Regions from separate parts of the Rattus norvegicus genome. Here region 1 is linked to region 2. A link is a contact called in public Hi-C data. All regions are on one chromosome and are shown on one strand. The core of a region is the stretch at or near the end of the contact, and the rest is flanking DNA. Distances in the headings are between cores, read along the strand shown.

Region 1 (5,517 bases), core at 1,257-3,756, 72 kb after region 2:
TGGTAACTCCAGTTCTAGGAGATCCAATACCCTTATCTGGTCTCTGTGAGCACTGGCCATCACACATACTTGCAGGCAAAACACTAACGTGTTAAAAACAGAATCCTCTACTTTAGCTAGATGGGTAATTACAGCACCCAAGAGACTTGATAAGAAACTTTAAAGGGATCTATCACACAGAAGTTAGAAAGAGTTGCTACCTCCACACCTGACACTTAACTCTGGGGATGCCATATGACCACTGTTTTGACACCGAGGCTCTATTCTGCGGGCTCTGAGGCAGTAGCTCAGTGAGAGCACGGGGCACATTGAAGTGACAGTTGCTAAGTGTAAGCAGTGTTTTAGATACTTTTCATTTATGCTTTGATTTAATTCTCAGTGACCCCGAGACAGGGTCATTACTGTCACCTTATTATAGATGAGAAAACAGTTACTCAAGGCTACCTTGAATTTAGAAGTCAAGGGCTGAGTTCTGACCTATGCTGTCTTTCTGCATCACTCATGCCCATCCTTGGCCTTGCAAAGCAACATGATCTTGCAGATTGCTGCAATTGTAGTTTTCCTTCAAAAAGGCCAATTAGTGTTACAGGGCAGGTGCATTCCCTCTTTCCTTACTCTGAGGCATGATGGCAACAGATGAGGCTTTATCTGGGTCAGGGGAACACATTATGCTTAACCTACTAAATGAGTACACTCTCACACGAAAAAAAGTTCTGCTTTTACAAAGGCAGTGCTGACAGTGAGACCTTTGGCCTAATCAGTACTGACCATAATGTCCTAATGCCTTGGAACTTTATGTCACCTAGGCGGTCTCTAGCTTTCAAACGTGAAAAGCTCATAACGTGAGGACTAGGTGAGAACAAAGCAGATGACGACCCAGTCAACTAGAAATGTAGTTAGGACAATAGTTAAAATCGTGCAAGAACCTTCCTCGACAGCTCTATGTGAACAAGAACTGCCTCTGACTAGTGTCCTCAAACACAAAAGAAGAGGATTGCGGGACAGCACAGCCTCACACTGGAGGGTAAGAGCTGGAAGGCAAGCCAGATCAGTTCAAGGTCCAGTTCTGTAGCAGGAAGTCCTTGGTGTGTTTCCCTAAGATAAAGACACCATATGTCTAAAAGGAGGTGAGGTTGACAATGGGCATCCAAACTAACTGAGAACAGACAAGAGCAGTGAAACTCTCCACTTGGTGAGTGACGCCAAGAGACCGTCATAAAGAGACCAGCACAGGAATGAGCACAGAAGCACCTCCAAAGGCCCGAATTGAGCATGGGGCTAGTGCTGCAGGGCCTACCTCTGTGCCCTCATGTTCCTTGCCATAGTGACCTCAATTAATGCCCCCTTGATGGGCATGGCCTGGGTTGTAATGACTAAGACATGCACCAGTATGTGCTTTTATCTTGTGTGCTTTTCTCTTATGCGTCACAGGAACTGTATTCTAAGAACTTGCTGCTCTTGGCTAATGGAAGAAAAACCCAGGTCAGGATGTTCAGTAAGTTACCCAAGGAAGTGTTAGATTGAGAACTCAAACCCCATCCCCTCTAAGACATTCTGCCATGCTGTCTCCAGACAAAAGAAAAAGAGGACCCAGACCACAAGCACAGCACAAAACCAACCCCAACTAACCTGTTTCTCTTTGGCAAAAATCCATGTGTTGATATTATATCCCCAGCTGCCCAGCCTTTATTATTGTTTGAAAGGCTCACCCTACCAGCCAAGCCGCAGGATGGGCTGCACAGCACTAGCCTTTCTCTGCAAGGATGCACGCAGCCAGTCCCTATCTGTGTAATTGAGGCGCCTGTCACTTCAGTCCATGTCTCTTCTTTCCTTTTTTTCTGAAAAGAGTTGAGAATGGACACTCACGTCAGAAACAGGAAAGGTAGAGGGATGTGAATCCTGGGGACAGGCGAGCTGATGTGTACCACAGAACTTCTGGTAGCACTCCGAGTTCACAGGGCCTGTGCCTGCAGTTGCTGTTGCAGTAATTACAATAGCTTGTGACACAGGTGCAGTTTTTCTGTTCTTTGGCTGTTCAGAACTGATTCTTCAAATCTTAGAACCTATTGAGCAGTTGCTATTATTAAATACTGATATTTGGGGGAGTCTTGTTTGCTTTTGATAATGTCGACATTAAATCTGATTTTAGTTTTAAAAAAAAAGTCCACACACAGATTGTGCTGATTAGCAATCGAGGCAGGGTCTACCAAGTACACCTGGAAAGTCAGGCAGAAGAGCAACCCTGCAGCTTGGAGAAGCTTGAAGCCAGCTCAGAGACATGCGTTACTGTTTCAGATGGGGCAACAAACGATCCTTGCTTAGAGCATGCAGTTTGTTGTCACAAAGTAATGAAGCATTTACAAAAGCTAAGTAGTGTCCTAGCAGGTTCTTTTCCAGGAACCGATCACGAGGCCATTATGTGAAAGTGGGTGTAGGACAGTGGGTGCATTCATTCACAGTGTGAGTCACTGAAGATGGCTGTGCCAGGCACATCGTCTGAAGGGTGATGAAAACCGCTTCAGGCAGTGGTGTGGCCAAAGTGCCGCTCAGCTTCAGGTCATCCGAGACTCTCTAGTGAAGGGAGGCTGTCATCCCTGCAGGTCTAAAACGGCCCGCAAAGACAGCTGCCTGCTGCTCCTTCCCAGCCTTTAGTGCTGCTTTTTCATTTTTTTGTTTCTTCAGTGTGGGAAGAGGGAGACAGACAGGCACATGTGCAAGCAAGCACACATACACACGCACACACAGTAGTAGTAGTGGTGGTGGTGGTGGTGGTGGTGGTGGTGGTGGTGGTGGTGGTGGTGGTGAGTTGCTGAGAATTGACTTGTTGAGGGACACTCTTAGCCCTTGGTTCTTTCAGACAGGGCCACCCTAAGTATGGATAGCTTCTGCTGACCTGAACTCATGATCTTCCTGTTTCTGCTTAGCAGATAGCAAGCATTCTTACTGCCTTGTGCTAAAGTAGGGAACTCAGCCAATTCATTTGAACACCCTATATTACCTTTTTTGTGAGGTTGCCAGTAGCTTTTGTTTGTTTGGGTGTGGGGATAATACCCGCAAGGCACAGGAAGCAGAAGCAAAAGCAAACAGGAGTGTATCAAGTTAGAAAGCTTTATATGACAAAGGAAATGACAGTCTTTTGAATGAGAGGTGTTTGCAAACTATACATCTGACAAGAGATATTTAGAATACACCAGCAAACAAGCAAACAAAACTCAAGATGATCCAATTAAAAACTGGACAATAGACCTAAATAAATTTCTCAGAAGAAAGCATACAGTAGACATCAGGTGTATGAAGAATGTTCAAAATTAGTAATCATGGAAATGCACATCACAGTGAGAGGCCATCTCCTGAGGAGGAATCCACTGTCAAAGAGACGAGTTAGTGCTAGTGAGAGCATGCATACCGTACTGTCAAAGACGACTTGACAACATGGCACACATTAGAGTCACCTGAAAGGAAGAAACCTCAATTGAGAGACGCCTCCATAAGATCCAGCTGTAGGGCATTTTTTAATTGCTGAACAGTAGGAGAGGGTCAAGCTCATTGTGTGTGGTGCCATCCTTGGGCTGGTGGCCTTGGGTTTTATAAGATAGCAACTCAGATAGCAGTTTTGTTTTGTTTTGTTTTGTTTTGTTTTTTGGTTCTTTTTTCGGAGCTGGGGACCGAACCCAGGGCCTTGCGCTTCCTAGGCAAGCACTCTGCCACTGAGCCAAATCCCCAGCCCGATAGCAGTTTTTATAACCAAGTACTCCAACACTGTGTTGCCGTGATATGGTGCACACCGAAGGACAGTATAGAGACTAGAAGGGTCAGGTTTATAATGATTGTTTCTGCAGCAGAGGTAAGAACACTTCAGTTTGTAACATAAGGCGGCCTTGGGTGTGAGTGCAGATGCTTCAGGCAGCATGCGTTGGTAGCTCATGGCATGACTGTGGCTGTGCACAGTCCAAACACATATATTACATGTGCAGAGCCAAGGCTGCAGGGAAGTCCTGCCATGCGGCATAGGCAGGCACTGGCAGGAACACCAGGGGCCTGGTATGTGTCTGACTTTGGATTAATTTTTGGTCACTGCATACTCAGAAACCTTGTATTCCTGCCAGAAAGTTATAATGTGTTATTTATTGCTACCCCAACACATACATGATGACTAAAAGAGAACTTTCAGTCTTTTCAGTACTAAGGGGTAATATACTGTTAAATGGACAGACACGGGGAAGGAAGGGTTAGAGACAGACATACAGAAGGAAGGGTTGCTGTTATCTCTGAGAAGCTTCTTTTCATTGGCTGTGTGATTTACCTTTCTAAGATCCTATCCTCTTCTTCCTCCTCTTCCTCCTCTTCTTCCCCCTCCTCTTCCTCCTCCTCCTCCTCCACCTCCTCCTCTTCTTCCTGTTCCTCCTCCTTTTCCCTCCTTCTCCTTTTGATAACTGTTTCATGATACATAGTGATGATTTTGGGGGAAAATGTTACATTTGCTTCCCAATAGTATGCTGTCTATGGAAACTTCATGTTCTTAAGAGAAACTGGATCGTGGAACTGGATAGACATAGGTGAAGCCAAAGTTCTGAGTTTTCTACAGAAACATGGTTCGCTGGAGTCTTGTAACAACAGTTGAGGGCCTGTCCCACCAGTCAGTGCCATTGTTACTGTAGACACTTCCTGGCCAGTATCTGCCTCAGCTGTGCTGAAAACAGAGCTGAGAGTGCTTATTCTTTGCTATCTTGTTTATTTTCTTGTTTCTTGAAATGTGATACATATTTAGCAAAGTCACAACATTTTAAAAGAATGTTTCCAAGTATATGAAACAAACAGTAAAGATTATGATTAGTGATTTTATGTCTGAGAGAGAAAAGTTAAAAAGAAACACAGTAGTACAAACTAAAAAGTAAATTGAGGTAGTAGAGACAGAACCAAATATAGCAGAGAACAATAAATATTAATGGGCTAAATTCAATTAAGAGATGATTGGACAGATTCTGTATTTAACATTTTGGACAGGGGCTCAGAGATGATGTAGTTAGTAAAGTGCTTCACATGAACAACAAGGACCTGGGTTTTATCTTTGGCATAAAATTTACTAAATCCCAGTGATCGGGGCATGGTGGTTTGCTCTTACAATGTCAGCACTTTCAGAAGCCAAACCAAGAGGGTTGGGACGAGTTCAGAGGCAACAGGCTGGTCTACATATGCCAGCATAGCTTACTCTGTAAGCACTGTCTCACACAGACTCCCCAAATCCCTGCATATCTGAAAAAGTAAGTATATGTTAAATAGCTTCTAGGCTATGAATGCATTATTGAACACCCATCAAGTCCTGTATCTGCAGATAGTGGTGGCACACACACAGATTTAATCCCAGCACAGTGGAGGCAGAGTGTCTACACTCTGTCTACAGAGTGAGTTCTAGGGTAGCCAAGACTACACAGAGAAACCCTGTTTCAGAAAAAAGAAAGGAAAGAAGGAGAGGGGGAGGTAGGAGAGAGAAGGAAGGAAAGAGGGGGGCTGGAGTGA
Region 2 (5,253 bases), core at 1,466-3,965:
GCCCAGCCCATCAGAGAAAGAAAATGGGCACACAGATCCAAGGCCATGGTCAAGGCCGGCTATCCACATCCTCTATGGTCACTGTTAGAGGATCTTTTCTATCTGATTCAAGGCCACAGAACTTTGTTCTGGACAGAGCCTGGTCTACAGTAGGGGCTCAGTAAGAGAAGGCATTGGAATACCATTCCCACTGTGGTTACTTTCAAGCACAGGGTCACTAGCAGAGCTTATGTTTCTCTGAGGTTAAATATTCTCACCCTCGACCGCTACTTGTGAAAACTGTCTGACATTATAGGACTATTGTAATGACTGGTTTATAGTATTCTAAGACATTTGCCCCACACTTACCTCAATCCTTTTGTATGTGACTGGTAGCACCCAGGATTGGTAGGAGTGTTGTATGGATGTGGCTTGGCTCAGGGCAGTCCAGGGGAAGTGGGCATTTTATTCTTTGTGTGGCATGCTGTGTTTCCAGTAATGAAGTCTAAGTTGGCACAAACATTTTTGGCTCTCAGAACACATCGAGAGACCAAAGGCTTGTCTCTTGTTCTCCAAAAGCTCTGGCTCTTTTGCCATCTCCCGATGTCTAGGATCCGGGTTCCATGTGCCTGTGCTGAATACCTTGGTGCCTGAAGGGTTGAATCAGCCAATTCTTTGGGCTTTAAATTTGGCTACAGCCAGGAGGGAGGGGAGATACCTACAAGCATACTGGGGAGAAAGGAAAGACTCAGTGGCAGGATCTCTGGGGTTCCAGGATCTGGGTAATCTCAGTGATGTGATCGGGTGTCAAGAGATGGATGGAGAGGTAAAGGGATCAACCAGTTACTGGTGATAACTGCAGAGCCCTGCACCTGCTGGACCAGTTTTAGGATAGGGCAGTGCAGTGGTGTTCACCATCCTGCTGTTCCCATCCTGGGTCAGAGGCTCAGTCACACACCGGAGAGTACACAATACTTACGTTACACTGTGTCATGATACTATTAACCAGAGAATGTAATGTTCAAAGAAATGTCACACATTCCTCACAGCTTAATAGGGGGATTGGTCAAACTTGAACTTAGACCCAAGGGAAAGCCAGTTAATACTGAACAAAGAGTGTTCATTGGGGCTGGAGAGGTGGCTCAGCGGTTAAGAGCACTGACTGCTGTTCCAGAGGTCCTGAGTTCAATTCCCAGCAACCACATGGTGGCTCACGACCATTTATAATGGGATCCAATGCCCTCTTCAGGTATGTCTGAAGACAGCTATGGTGGACTGGTATACATAAAATAAATAAATCTTTAAATAAATGTTTGTTTCTCCCACTAATATTAAAAAAGCATTTTAAACATAAGAAAATGAAAAATACTGGGCCAGTGGGATTTCAGCAGCCAGAAGAAGGGTCCTGTTGCCAAATCTTCCTTTTAAGGGCTCCCAGTTGCCCCAGATTTCTAAATAGGAGGCAACTCTCTTCATTCCATAATTAGAAAGGTTTCTAAAATACAAAATGCAGATTCACAGCTGACCTAACAGATTGAGTGAGACCCACCTTCTGAAAGTGTCACGAAAGAGAATAGATCTTTAAGGGATAAGGAGTCGGGTGAGGCATAGAAGGCAAAAGATAGTAAAATTAAAAATACAGTGTTGGTAGAAGAGTGATTACAATTGAAAGAACACCATGCTATTCAGGCAGGTGGCTCTCGGTGAGTTCCAGGCCAACCTGGTCTACACGGAGTTCCAAGCTACATAGTGAGACCTAGGCTCAAAACCAGAAACCAAAACATTTGTTAGCACTCGTAAAATCTCAAGCACAGAGTTGTAGAACCCGATGGACTCTTACTCAGACTTCTGATAGAATTAGCGGTGGGATAATTTTAAAACAGGAACTGGCTAGGCATGGTTTGAAATCCCAGCATTCATGAGGCAGGAGAATTGAGTTTGAGACCAGCCTACACTACATAGAGAAGACCCTGTCTGTAACAAATGAACACACACAAAACCGTAAAATGGTTTTAACGTTTGCCGATGCTCAGAAATAGGAAACAGTGCCTAACAGTTGGGAAGAGTGTCTACTGTTCTTAGCCTTGCCTCAAGGAAAGATGCGATCTTGTCTATTTTTAAATTTCAACCACGCATTCTCTACACCCAGCAACGCCTTCTTTGTAACAGTGGAAAACCGAGGGATGGCTGAAGTTTCCGTTCTTAGCACATCAATTTAACCGTGTGTGTTGGGGGGGGGGGGCGCTAAAGGCTGAGACTGTGCCTGTGTGACTTAAAATGACGCTATGGATTCGTTTCTCCCTGAAAGCAACTGGAGGGGGTACTGACGTGACAGCAGCAGCACCGCCGAAGACACTTGAATGACTGTTTCCAGGGGAGCCACGTTGCTCATAGTACGAGTCGCTGTGTGCTCTGCAGCGGCTCTGTCTGGGTAGGAGAAGGCGTGATGTCCACTTCCGGCCCCCGCTGACAAGATCGGGCGTGAGGACTCTGGAGGAGGTGAGTGGTCCAGGCTGGGCGCCCAGGCGGAGGCGGGCGACGCGGGAGGTGCTAGAGTCTGGGGAGTCGAGCGGCGCGTGGGAGGCTCGAGACCGCACCCCGCTCCCGGGCCCGCGCGCGCGCGCGCACCGGGCAGCGCCACCCGCCGCGGGTCCGACCGGGGAGGCGCCGGGTCACGTGGCGCGGTCACGTGCTCCCCTAGCCCGACTGGCGGTCGCGGCGGCGGCCGAGAGAGGCGGAGTCTCGGCCGAGACGCGGGGGGTGGGGGGGAGGTGGCGGCGGCGGCGGCGGCGGCGGCGGCGGCGCCGAGGGCTGCCGGAGGCGGAGGCGGAGAGGCACCGGGCCGCCGCCACGGCCGCTAAGGAGGTGAGGCTGGGATGGGCGGCCGCGAGGGCCCGGGCGGCGGGGGCCGGGCAGTGGGCACGGCAGGGGCGGCGGGCGCGGGGCTCCTCAGCGGACCCTTAGCTCGGGCGGCCGGCGCCTAGCTAGCTCGTTCGCCTTTTGTTCCGGCGTGCGAGGAACTGGGCCGACCGAGGAGCTCGGGCGTGCGTGTGTAAATCAGAAGGCGTTTGGCTCGGAGCCATGTTTTTTTTCCCCCCTTCTCCTTAATTGTGCAGACAGAAAAATCCCTTCCACCGGTTTTCCCGGGGAGACGGGCTGCGCCGGCCCGGCCTCCCCACAGTCCCTCGTTTGCTCTGTCGGCCTCCGGGTCCCGGGGCGGCTCTCTTTCCTTTTTCTCTTTCCTGCTCTTCCCACCTTCAGCCAAGCGGGGCCAGCCAGCGGGTGAGCGGGGTGTCTGCAAAGCAGCCCGGTCACCTGTCGTAGCAGCTGCATGGAAATCCCGGCGCTTTTGCTGTCTGGAGCCTGTGCGGTTTCCTCTGGCAAATCACGGAGATTCCGCTCCCAGAACCAACCCTTCCTCTTTTGCTCTGCACTCTCTTAACCCAGCTCCTGATGCTGATGTGAAGTTTCACCGTTTGGGGACAATTAGCAAGGAGGTGTCCACTTCTTTCTTTCAGAGGCACCGCTTGCTTGGGAAGGTGAGAGCCATCTAGCTTTGTGGCTTGAATTGGATGTGGAGGGGTTGACAGTCGTCAGTAAGATTCATGTCACTTAGGGACCTGTTCCTTCTACCTGCCAACCTTCCCATGTCACTCTACTCCCTCTGGGGATAATCGTTTTCCCTTGGGGAGGGAACTGTTTTCAGGGTTTCTTTACTTGGGGACTCTGTTTTTTTTAAAAAAAATTCTTTTATTTAGATGGGGTCTTTTAGTCCTGGCTGGCCTGGGACTCACTGTGTAGACTGGGCTGGCCTAGTACAGAGAAAGCCAGGCCCACCTCTTTATTTTACACTGGTAGAGCATCTTAAGGGTATTTCCTTACGTTTTTTGTAGCAGGTTTTAGGAGGGGCAGTTGTTCCTAAGGTTTAGAGGAATGTAAAAACCATCCTGAGATTCTCTTATTTTTAGCCTGTGGGTTCTTTTGTTTGTTTTGTTTTTGTTTTGTTTTAATATCTGGAGTCACCACTCCTTGGTGGGAGTTTAGTTCTTGCAGGAAACCCAGAGGGATTGTGCCATATTCCTGGAGAGTTCCAATTTGGGATTGATGTGAAATGCCTGGGCCCATGCACATAGCCGTGGCAAAAGACCCACAGGGAGACTCCTAGCCTTCAGGTGGGCAGCTGGGAGCTGTATAGTGACAGCCACGTTACAAAAGGGAGAGTCACATGTGTCCTTTCTTGTGATCTGCTGGAGAAATGATTGTATGAGCACATTACGAATAGCCAAGTCTCGTCTTTACTTTCTTAATCAAATAGCCATTTGTGTGATGACAGACTCACTAGACAATGAACATTTCTTGAAAACATCGAAGAGCTCTGTGGAAGCAACAGTGTTTTCAGCGATGGGGGAGGTGTTGCTTTCCTGACTTGGATATATGCTGTGCTGAGTTACAGGAAGTCACTTAAGGGAAAATATTTTTAATGCTTGTGGAGGGTTCAGGCATAGAGGGTGAGTGGAAAGCCAGCCTTACCACTTGTTCTGAGGACTAGCGGTCTATTTACTGCATGTATCCTAAGTAACTTAGAAACGATGAATGTGGATCATACTGGACTTTATGGTTTTCACAGGGAGACGTAAGAATTGAATTTGGTTATTCATAACTTTTTTTCCTCCACTAAAGCTTCAAATGGAATTTTAACCCTTAAAAGGATGGGTGATGGATGAAACCAGCTTATTTATTTTAGGATGAGTGTTTCCTTCTTTGCTTCCTTTCATACTCCTCTCTTTTTCTTTCTAGCTGTATTTTATGTGTTTGTGCCTGAGCCTATGTATGTTCTGTCTGAGGACAGAAAAGGGTGACACATGCTTGGAACCAAACCCAGGTCCCCCGCAAGAGCAGAGGTGCTCTTGATATGTTCACCCTCTTTATAGCCTCGTGAAGAGAGGGTTTTAAAAAATGTATTACTATTCTTGTGAAGAGAGTTTTAAATTGAGCCATCCACTGTTGATGTTGAGGTCCTAAGTCATGGATAGTGGAGACTGCAACCTTTCTGCATCCAGATTTCAGCTTGCTCTGATGGTTTATAGAACCAAAGACTTTTTTCCGAGTGTGCTACAGGTTGCATTCAGGAAGGTATGGGATGGCTCCTGTGAACTTGGGTAAGGTAGGTGGTAATCAGTGGCTTCATGCCTTAGACCACATTCGTAGCATTCATATTTCTCCTGTTCCCTGTGGAGGGCAAAGGTGAAGACAGTGGGAGTGACTGGTTGGGCA

Evidence for each region. A called contact is a pair of places that touch in the nucleus more often than the background predicts.
Region 1: a contact with region 2 is called in a Hi-C map of Schwann cells, with 4 times the contacts expected there. The contact joins the enhancer-like site here to the promoter of Tulp4 in region 2. A contact is called at or near these places in 7 of 12 Hi-C or Micro-C datasets (the A7r5 cell line, Schwann cells, frontal cortex and 4 more).

What each region holds. Positions count from the first base shown.
Region 1 is chr1:49,156,950-49,162,466 of GRCr8, forward strand. All of the region lies in intron 3 of Tulp4 (TUB like protein 4), which reads left to right. Among named protein-coding and RNA genes, the nearest start is that of Trnap-agg33, 26 kb to the left of the region's middle. Within about 2 kb of position 2,507, at least 52 of the 93 cell types and tissues checked have an H3K27ac peak or open chromatin away from gene starts, as enhancers often do. A contact at or near this core is called in Schwann cells and prefrontal cortex, where this site is marked.
Region 2 is chr1:49,085,171-49,090,423 of GRCr8, forward strand. It overlaps Tulp4 (TUB like protein 4), which reads left to right and starts at 2,716. Exons shown (of 15, transcript NM_001109137.2): 1 at 2,716-2,844. It overlaps LOC102551377 (a long non-coding RNA gene), which reads right to left and starts at 2,447. Exons shown (of 4, transcript XR_010059016.1): 1 at 2,308-2,447; 2 at 349-708.